Linked DNA regions of Mus musculus: regions 1 and 2 are each linked to region 3. A link is a contact called in public promoter capture Hi-C data. All regions are on one chromosome and are shown on one strand. The core of a region is the stretch at or near the end of the contact, and the rest is flanking DNA. Distances in the headings are between cores, read along the strand shown. Region 1 holds the start of 1700095J07Rik (RIKEN cDNA 1700095J07 gene). Region 2 has its middle 18 kb from the start of Gm40359. Region 3 holds the start of Cpa4 (carboxypeptidase A4).

Region 1 (3,343 bases), core at 148-2,647, 260 kb before region 3:
GGCCCAGATCAGGGCAAGCAGTCCCCAAGAACCATATCCTCAGAGGGAGTTTTGCTCAAGTGGCTATTTTGTTCGGGGAGCTCCTTTCTCTCCTTCGTCCCAGCTGTCAGTTCCACAATATGGAGGGTGGCCTGCCTGCTAAGAGGGCCTGGGGGTCCTCACTGCATGCACTATGAGTGGGATAGGCTTTGTGAGTAGAAAGAAAAACAGGAAGGTTCTCCAGACCAGAAGGCTTAACAGGAGTGTCTGATTTAAAACACACGGAGCTCTTTATTACAAGAGGGGGCCCTGGGCAGGCTACTCTCTTCCTAATATAGAAAGGAATTAGGGATAAAGAAGGTTGCTTGAGTTACCCCAGTTTAAGCAGCACTGTGACTGGAAGGAACAGGGACACCCGAGAGAGAGAGAAAGAGAGAGAGAGAGAAAGGCTTCCCTCTCAGGAATTTCTATAATGAACCCATAAACCCAAAGCTAGCAAACAGGAAGCAAAGACCCTGAAGATGAGCTCCCGGTGACGAAGGAGGCGTCTAGTTATACCCCCACACACACCCCTAAGAAAGGGCCGTCTTAGGAATCCAAACGTCGTAGAGGGAAAGTCAGGGGCTGGGGGTGGGGGGGGAGTGCAAGGAAGGCGAAGAACAACGCACATCTCGGGGGGCTGCAGATAAAGGGGGACTGAAAAAGCCCTCGGCTCCGGGGAGGTGCCAAGGGGCCGCCGTAGGCACTGGGGGAGGGAGGGGAGGCGCGGCCAGTGGCCTGGAGTGCCCCGGAGCCCTCGAGTGGGCACCCCCACCCGCCCCACACGCAGTCCGAATTCCCCTCCATGAAGGATACAGCTTGACTACGTCCGTGTCCATCCGCCTCTTGCCGGGACTGGGGGATGACATGGTGTCGCCGCTGCCGCTGCCTCCCCGTCGCCTGCGCCGCCGCCGCCTCTCTCCCCTCCTTGGCCCGTCTGTCACGGGCTCCGGGCCCAGCTCGCAGGGCCCCGCGGCCTCGCCGGCTCCTCGGCCGAGGTGGCAACACCCGCGCGGTCCCGTGGGGTCCGCTCAGCCGCCGCCCCCCGCACGGGGGAACACCGGGCACTGCCCCGCCGAGTGGGGGCGGGGACCGAGGCGCCCGCTCGGGCTGCCCTCCGACTGAGGCTCCGCCGCGGCCCGGGCTGCCGCTGCTCCGCGCCGTGCGCCGCTCCCTCCCGCCTGCGCTAGCTCGTTCGCCTGCCCGCCCGCTCGCTCACGCTCTCGCCAGCTCCCAGCTGCTTCCTCCACAAGCCGACGACTCCAGCTCGGTCGGCCTCTCTACCCTAGCCTCGCTCTAGGCGCCGTGATGTCACCTCTGTGACGTCATCTGAGGGGCGGGGCGCCGGTGGGAGGGGAGGAGCATCGTCGTCGCGGTGTAAGCTTGTCAGGGGAGTTCTGGGAGATGTAGTTCCTCTTTCTCCTGCCATCGTGCATTCCCTCCGCCCCCTCCCCCAACCTCCTCACACACTTCATCGATCAACTGCCAGTGTCGTTACCATCAACATAAACGACGGTAGTAAATAATGGCAGTATGATTACATTCATACTTTATGTACCACCCTCTCAACAGTGCTGCAAAGGCTGTTTGGATATGGAGGAGGCCAAAGTGGCAATTACTCAGACTGGCGTCCAAATCTGGAAATTCCCACACCAGCATGTTCTCTCCACTCTGCTCCCTCTTCAGAGGGAATTGGTTTGCAGGGATTTAGACTACAGTAAGGCTTCCCCAGAGCTTGCAAACAGGGTTCATTTACCCTCTATGCAAACAAGGTCAACAACTCCGGAACTGCAGTAGAAGCAGCAAAGAACAGAAATAATTTGATACTAACATCCTCATTCTACAGAATTTGAGGTAAGTTGAGGTCCTTTTTAAAATCACAAAGGTGACTGATAGAAGCACCCTAAATAAGTTATAATGCAGAACAAAGACACAGTTCTGCCCTCTGAACTCCTATATCAGTTCATGACTCTGAGGATACAGTGTAGATGAAGATGAAATTTACACAGCTCTCCCAGAATGGACCAGAGTGTCAGCATCATTTGAGAACTAGGAAGGAATGCCTCTAGAAGGGCCTTAGGCCTACTCAATTAACATATGCAGTTGAACTAAGTTCTCAGACAGTTCCCTGAACAGTGAAGTCTGAGATATACTGCTCTACAGGGCTCAAAAGTACTGTAAACCTAAGGAGCAACAAGGTAAAAGAGGCAGAATAGTGCCAAGTATCCTCAAAAGCTTTATCTATTGTCTTTTCTCTATGACACACACTTGGACTTTGTCAGGTCAGGTACTGAGGGCTAAATTGAAGATCATTTGCTCCTATCTTTCTACCCTTCAAAATGCCAGCTATTTTTTTTTTTTTAGTTGTAACATACATATAAAATATACAATGTTAACCATATTTAAATATTCAATGCAACAGCAAAAAACCATTAAATATTGTGCAAGTATGACTAGTGCTCATTTCCTGAACCTTTTCATCAATCCAGACAGAAATCATGTGCCCTTAAAAGAATAACCCCTCCTCCCCATCCCACCAGCCCCTGGTAACTTCCACTCTATGTTCTGGGGAGAAAAAAAGACTATCCATTGCTTTCTCCTAGGAGAAATCTGTCAGCAGACGGGTATGAAAAGACTTCTAGCCACCTTTATCTGATCACTTCATTGAAGGAAGAAAACAAAACAAAACAAGATTTGTCTTTCTCACTGTCTGCACCAGACTCCCTAGGGTGTTATTGCCCCTACCAGCTTTCCTAGAGTGGCTCCCCCAGCCTCCTTTGCCTGATTACCTCCCTCCCCTGTGCTAAGACAGTGGTTTTCAAGCTTGGCCCAACACCTCAGAATCACCTGGGGAGCTTGTTAAGCTCACACAGAGTCCAGGAACTGCTGCTGGGAATTCAGAAGGTCTGGGGTGAGGCCTAAATAGCCTTGTCTTTAACAAGTACCCCGGATGTTTCCGATGCTGGCCAAAGTCAGAAAAGCTCTGCCGTCAAGATTCCAAAAGATGTCTCAATTTCGAGACACCTATCTGACTGTTAAGTGCATTTATAAAGTCCTATGCCCAAAAGGCAGGAGCTGTGTGCTCTCTGCTCCTCCACCACACACACAGTGGCACCTAGAGGACCTGTGGTCATTGTCTCTAAAACCACAGCATATATATAGAACAGACAGTCAAGGAAAGGACACTAGAGGAAGAAAGGCCTGGAGTTAGGGCTTAAAAATTCTACATGGTCTTTTCCTCCTCACTGATACAACTGCTGTGAGCAAAAAAACTTGGGAGACTAACCAGAGAAGTGTTTCATAACGGAAACTTGCAGACCACGCT
Region 2 (2,955 bases), core at 351-2,850, 460 kb after region 3:
ACTACTGTGCACTTGTATAGGAATCCCATGAAAGAATTTCTACAGGGCCCATAGCACGCTCACAACGGTTCCTGTGGGCAAAGTTGTTCCTCTTATGCAGTCCAACAAGGAATCATAAAACAGTTTTTTCCAGCTGGGTGAGGTGGTGTGCACCTATGATCTGAGCATCCAGAAGTCGGAGGCAGGGGAATCACGAGCTTAGTCTTTGTAGTGAGTTCCAGGCCAGCCAGGGCTACACACAGTGAGACTCTTGGCTCAAAAACAACGAAAATTGTACTAGCTATACCAGAAGAGTGAGTTATCTTTCTGGAGAAAACACTATAAAGTTGCTGTTATATGAACCAGTGATCAAATGTCATGTGGCCAAAACACAGGAAAAACAGGGCTTAAGCCAGAATTTTTTTAAGGGCAATGCTGGTGATATTTGTCAGCTTCTTCAAAAATATTATGATAATGTTTATAATTTTAAATCATATTCTCACCTAATTTACATTTGTGAATTAGGTCCTATTGATCACAATAAGCCTTTAAAATTACACTCAAGCTTTAGAAGACCTGGGTACATATACCCCTGGTTACATGTGGCTTCACTGATAACCATGCAGAAGAATTATAGAAATAAGAATTAATGTAATAATATTTGTGATCGAATTTAAGATTCAATTCCAAAAATTACTTTAAAAACACTTTTTCTAAATGTGTGTGTGGGGTGGGGGTGGGGGAGACAGACAGGCAGGCAGAGAGAGAGAGAAAGAGAGAGAGAAAGAGAGAGAGAGAGAGAGAGATGTCTGTGTCACACTGGGCGGGTAGAGGTCAGGACAGTATCAGCTGTTCTCAGCTTTCATCCACCAGGCTAGCTGGCTGGAGCATCCCAGGATTCTCCTGTCTCCACTTCCCATCTTAAAGGAGGCACACCTGCGGTAGATGTGCTATGGTACCAGTGTTTCATGGACTTTCTCAATCTAAGCTCGGGTCCTCACATTTGTGCACCAAAGTCCTTTTCACACACAGAGCCATCTGCTCTGCCCTAAAATTCCGATTTAATGAGCTTATGCAAAGAAGTATGCAGACATGTATATATATATATATATATATATATATACACACACACTGATAACTTTTGACAAATGTGTCAACCTATGAAACAGCTCTCAAATCAACATAGAACATATTTTCATCATCTTCCAAAATTTCTTTGTGCTACTTTCTAGTAAATTCTCCCCACACACGGAAGTTGTTCTGATTTTCATCACCAGAGATTAGCTTACCTACATGTGAACTTCGTAGGAAAGGACTTACACAGGGTGAGCCCTGTTTGTGACCGATTTCTTGATTTATCTTGTACACGGCAGTAATTTCACAGGCCAGGTTGACTATGTTAAGGCAGGCCAAAGCATAAACAAGATCTCTGGGCCTATGAGGATATTCCTACAAGAGATTAGTATCAAATTGGTCGACTGAGTTTGATCTGTAGGTGGGATCTGTCCTCACCGTTGTAGTGGATGTCATCCAGGCCTGAGGCTTACATAGGACAAAAGTGCAGAGGTAGGCTGCCTCTTTTTCTCAGCTAGGCCAGCCTCTGCTTCCTTTCCCTGGGTCTGCCATCTCCAGGGCTTACAGCGCCAACGCTACCCACCCCCACCCAGCTTTCCAAGCCTTTGGATTCAGGCTGAGTTAGAGCCAGCAGCTCTACGTCGCCATCTTGTGGCCACCAGAGGATATGGCAACATATCATCTCGGTCGCCATTATATGAGCCAATTCTGGCTTTCTCTTTATGTCTGTACCCACATCAGCTACATCACATCGACTCACCCACCCATCTTTTCTCCAACTCCTGTCAGTTACCTATCTGTTATCTATAACTATTCGTATGTATACAACGTCTCTTCCCACCTTTCTGGATAACTGACTAATATGTCCTTTGAAGACTTATCTATGCTGTGGTATACACCAGCAATCCGTGTCTCTCTCTCTCTCTCTCTCTCTCTCTCTCTCTCTCTCTCTCTCTCTCTCCCCCTTCCTTCCTTTCTTTTTTCAATTACAGAGTGGTATTCAGTTAACAGAACAACAATTATCTTCATATAAGCTGCATCAAAGACTACTGAAGATTAAAAAAAATAATAATAAAACCAAAAGAAAAAAAAACAAAAACTTAACTACTGTCCCCATATATAACTAATTTGTGCTGTGCACAACAAGAACCTGCTTTAACTTTCCAATCCGGTCCACCTCCCTGGGGAGTAGTATATCACTGTTTCCTTATTTGCCTGATGAACATTTCGTTATTTCTAGACTTTGTTTATTATGAATAAATATATATAAATATGTGCCTAAGTAATTTTCGGAAGATGGACTTCCATTTCTCTTGGGGATGTGCTGTGGAATTCCTCCATCCTATAGAAGGTAATTATTGAAACATTTTCCAAAGTGGTCTCAGTTTCAACCCTGACTCAGTGGTTAATGAGTGAACTGGTTATTTTATTTTTAACAGCATCCGAAGGGGTGTGAAGTGGTATCCTGTCTGTGGTTTTTTCTCATAACTCCCTGATGAATAATGAGACCGAGTGCCTTCTCAGGTATTTACTGACCGCCCCATCCTCGTTATCAAGTGTTTCCCAAATAGCTTGAGTATTTTAATTTGGATTATCTTTTACTAATTTGCATACACTCTGTAAATTCAGTTCTGATTGAAATCTTTAATTAGTTCAGATCTATCTATCTATCAAGCATACATTTTTACACAATCTATAGTCTGTCTTCCATGGCTTAATTTTTTTTTTTTTTTTTTTTTTGAGACAGGGTTTCTCTGTATAGCCCTGGCTGTCCAGGAACTCATTTTGTAGACCAAGCTGGCCTCAAACTCAGAACTCCACCTGCCTCCGCCTCCCGAGTGCTGGGATTATAAAGGTATGCTCCACCATGCCAGGTTCCATGGCTTAATTTTTAAATTTTAT
Region 3 (3,109 bases), core at 133-2,632:
GCAGGTGTGGAAAGAGTGCAGACAGCGGGAGGGAAGCAGGGAGCTGATGGTGGCACACACCTTAAACAGAGGCAGAGGCAGAAGGATCTCTGTGAGTTTGAATCCAGCCTGGTCTATATAGCAAGTTCCAGAACTGCTAATACTACAGAGAGACCCTGTTTTAACAGGAAGGAAGGAAGGAAGGAAGGAAGGAAGGAAGGAAGGAAGGAAGGAAGGAAGGGAGGGAAGGAGGGAGAGAAAGGAAGGAAGGAAGAAAGAAAGAAAGAAGGAAAGAGAGAGAGAGAGAGAGAGAGAGAGAGAGAGAGAAAGAAAGAAAGAAAGAAAGAAAGAAAGAAAGAAAGAAAGAAAGAAAGAAAGAAAGAAAAGAAAAGAAGAAAAAAAGAAGGAAACAAAGAGACCTGGACTTATTAGTCCAGCACTTGGAATGTTGAAGCAAGAGGATTGTGAGTTCAAGGCTAACCTGGGATACAAAATGAGCTCATGTGTCAAAAATAAAATAAATAGAAACCTTGGGACCGGACAGATGACTCTTTCAGAGGACCCAGGTCTGATTCCCAGCATACATATGGTGGCTTAGCACTGCCTGTATCTCGGTTCTAGGGGACATGATGGAGCCCGGTGCTCTCTTCTGACCTTCAAAGATACCTGCATGTGCATGGTATTTATAAACTCACACAAGCACACAAAAATACACATAAAGATAGTACAATTTAAAACATAAATACAAAACAAGTATCATTAAGCCTTCTCTGTCATTCAGATCTCAAGGAAAACTTAATTTATTCAGCATAACACATCCTTTCTATATTGTTCACCACCCATATTTATCTTTTTTAATGGAATCCTAAAATATCAGGCCTTAGACCCAGAAAGGCGGCCATCAGCTCTCCTCTGTATGATCTGCTTTTGTTGAACTCTCTGATCAGGTTTCTCAAGAGTGCAGCCTTGGAGTTGGCTTAAGGTTGCTTGATAGTCTTCACTTTCAAAAATGGTTTTATTACTCTAGAGGTAACTTCATCCCAGGTTTACAATCTGGCTTCTCCTATCTATGAATTCCAACCAGCAGTGTGGGGATATTTCCCTTTTCTCAAACACACACACACACACACACACACACACACACACACACACCCCACACACAAAATCACCACTGAGATGCCAAGTGATGAACAATGAGGCATCCTGGGTAAGACATTCCCAGCCTGCGGAGCAAGTTCCTGCCTTGCAAATGGAAAGGCTGGGCCTTCATCACTGGAAAGGAATGGAGGAGGCCCTGGCTGGTGCTGCCTTGTCAGAGCTGGAAGGGTGCTGAAGAACCACATTAGCATTTCTGAGAACATGAATCTGCCTCGGGTTCCTTATAAATACTGCTTGACTCAGTCAGTATGTGACTGGCGCCCTTGAGACATGAAGTGGCTACTGTTCTTTGGGGCCCTGATTGGGGCAGGCATCTGCGGCCGAGATAAATTCTTTGGGTGAGTTCTTTTTGAACTTTATTAGCATTTAGTTATTTCACCAACTTGGGAGCCAAATGAATTATACTTTAGGTGGTAGGGCTGGGCTTATATCTCCTCTGTCCCACTGTCCTGGACCAGCCACTTCTCTCTGAAACCTGACTTCTCCTGTGAAATCAAAGCTGGTGGTCTCCACAGATCCTCCCCAGCTCCTTAACCTCCAGCTAATTTTGTATCTTCTTCCTTCTTTCTAAGGCCAATCCTCTATCTCACCTCTTCCTACACCATTAATTCGGAAGAATGGTCAGAAAGGCTTTGGCAGTTTCTGCCCGGTTTAAAGGGAATAGCTGGGTTCTCAGGCTTTGGGGACAGATAGTCTCTATCATTGGTGAAACCTGTGTATAGCTGGTGCATTCCACAGGCTTCTGGAACAAGGAGATCCAATAGGTCATGTCTAGCTGTAGCTACAGAACTGTACCCCGGGACTCTGTGTGCCTGTGCGTGCATAGGCTCACATGCTCCATGCAGACACTGTGGAGTTGGTGAGGGACAGGAAGTCAGAGAGGCAGGGGTGATGACAGGGATGCTCTGGTACCACCGTAGAAGACTGTGATAGAATAATCCATCACCGCATAACATTTTGCCTTTTGCAAAGAGCTTTCACGTGCCTTGTCTTGTGGATCATGTAAGAGCTCTGTCAGGCAAGGGTGTTATTTTCCTTAATTTAAACATGAAAAAAAAAAAAACCCAAAAACCCAGCCTTAAAAAAGGTTAAGGAAGCTGCCCAAAGCTACTTAGCTGGTCAGCACGGAAGCTGGAATGCTGACTGCAAGGCTCATACCCCTTTTCTGTAACACAAGCCAATCAAATGGAATCTTCTATCTCACCGGTCTACCCGTATATGCGAGTTTATGCTCTACTGTGTTGTCTGGTTAAAGGGACTCGAGGACTGTTTATTGAAGCAATTACTTACATGAGATGGAGTAATTTTTATGGGGATGATGGTTCATACCTGTCTCCGCTGCCAAATAGCTTGGAGGGGTTAGGCGTAGCAGGTGTCCAAGGAGTAAGATTTTTCCGCAGGCAGCTCAGCGGTAGGTGTGTCATAACTACACTTGCTGCTGTGTGGGCTGACGAATGGAGCTGTCAGGCTCCCACTGCAGCTCTTCATGTGGCTGGAAAATCTCTATTTTTCAGGATACAGACCTCTCTTGTGATACAGTGGGCACCTTCACTGAGACAGTGGGGCTGGGTCCCAGAGTATTCGCTGCAGGACCCGTGCATCTAAAGGGCTGTGTGATGGGGCTGATTGCAAATGGTTTTAATGAACAGTGCTATGCCATCTCCAAGTCTGGTCTTTTCTAACAGCAGTAAATTCAGTAAAGGTTGAGGACTCTCTGCTGGGATCCATGTCCTGGTTGCCCAGTTCAGTGAATATAGAGAGCACAGAGGATCTGGCCTCTGGCCTCTGAGTGGTTGGGAAGCCAGGCTGGAGATGGGCTAACGGACACAAAGCTGGTGGTATTTTCTCACTGTTCTATCTCATGCCCTTGAACCTTGTTGTCCTAGTTCCCTGGTCTCTCTTGTTCTGCTGTTATCCTCTGCCCTAGTCTTCAGATGTCTTAAGGATGAGGCAACTGCCAGGATACATGGAG

What was found. Promoter capture Hi-C pulls out the DNA fragments that hold promoters and counts their contacts.
Region 1: a promoter capture Hi-C map of hippocampal neurons shows a contact between it and region 3, with 4 times the contacts expected there. The contact joins the promoter of 1700095J07Rik here to the promoter of Cpa4 in region 3. A contact is called at or near these places in 4 of 39 promoter capture datasets (3T3-L1-derived adipocytes, hippocampal neurons, liver and 1 more).
Region 2: a contact with region 3 is called in a promoter capture Hi-C map of hippocampal neurons, with 4 times the contacts expected there. The contact joins the enhancer-like site here to the promoter of Cpa4 in region 3. A contact is called at or near these places in 19 of 39 promoter capture datasets (the 3T3-L1 cell line, 3T3-L1-derived adipocytes, the C10 cell line and 13 more), 1 of 15 datasets of contacts at CTCF or cohesin (the NIH/3T3 cell line), 1 of 484 Hi-C or Micro-C datasets (bone marrow-derived macrophages), 3 of 115 datasets of contacts at active chromatin or transcription factors (embryonic fibroblasts, embryonic stem cells and forebrain) and 2 of 9 other capture datasets (embryonic stem cells and pancreatic islet).

Annotation. Positions count from the first base shown.
Region 1 is chr6:30,303,218-30,306,560 of GRCm38.p6, forward strand. 1700095J07Rik (RIKEN cDNA 1700095J07 gene) reads left to right here and starts at 1,398. Exons shown (of 2, transcript NR_166056.1): 1 at 1,398-1,872. It overlaps Ube2h (ubiquitin-conjugating enzyme E2H), which reads right to left and starts at 1,322. Exons shown (of 7, transcript NM_009459.3): 1 at 835-1,322. The coding sequence starts at 887.
Region 2 is chr6:31,031,526-31,034,480 of GRCm38.p6, forward strand. No RefSeq gene overlaps it. Among named protein-coding and RNA genes, the nearest start is that of Gm40359, 18 kb to the left of the region's middle. Within about 2 kb of position 1,601, at least 54 of the 459 cell types and tissues checked have an H3K27ac peak or open chromatin away from gene starts, as enhancers often do. A contact at or near this core is called in forebrain and hippocampal neurons, where this site is marked.
Region 3 is chr6:30,566,987-30,570,095 of GRCm38.p6, forward strand. Cpa4 (carboxypeptidase A4) reads left to right here and starts at 1,383. Exons shown (of 11, transcript NM_027926.3): 1 at 1,383-1,475. The coding sequence starts at 1,408.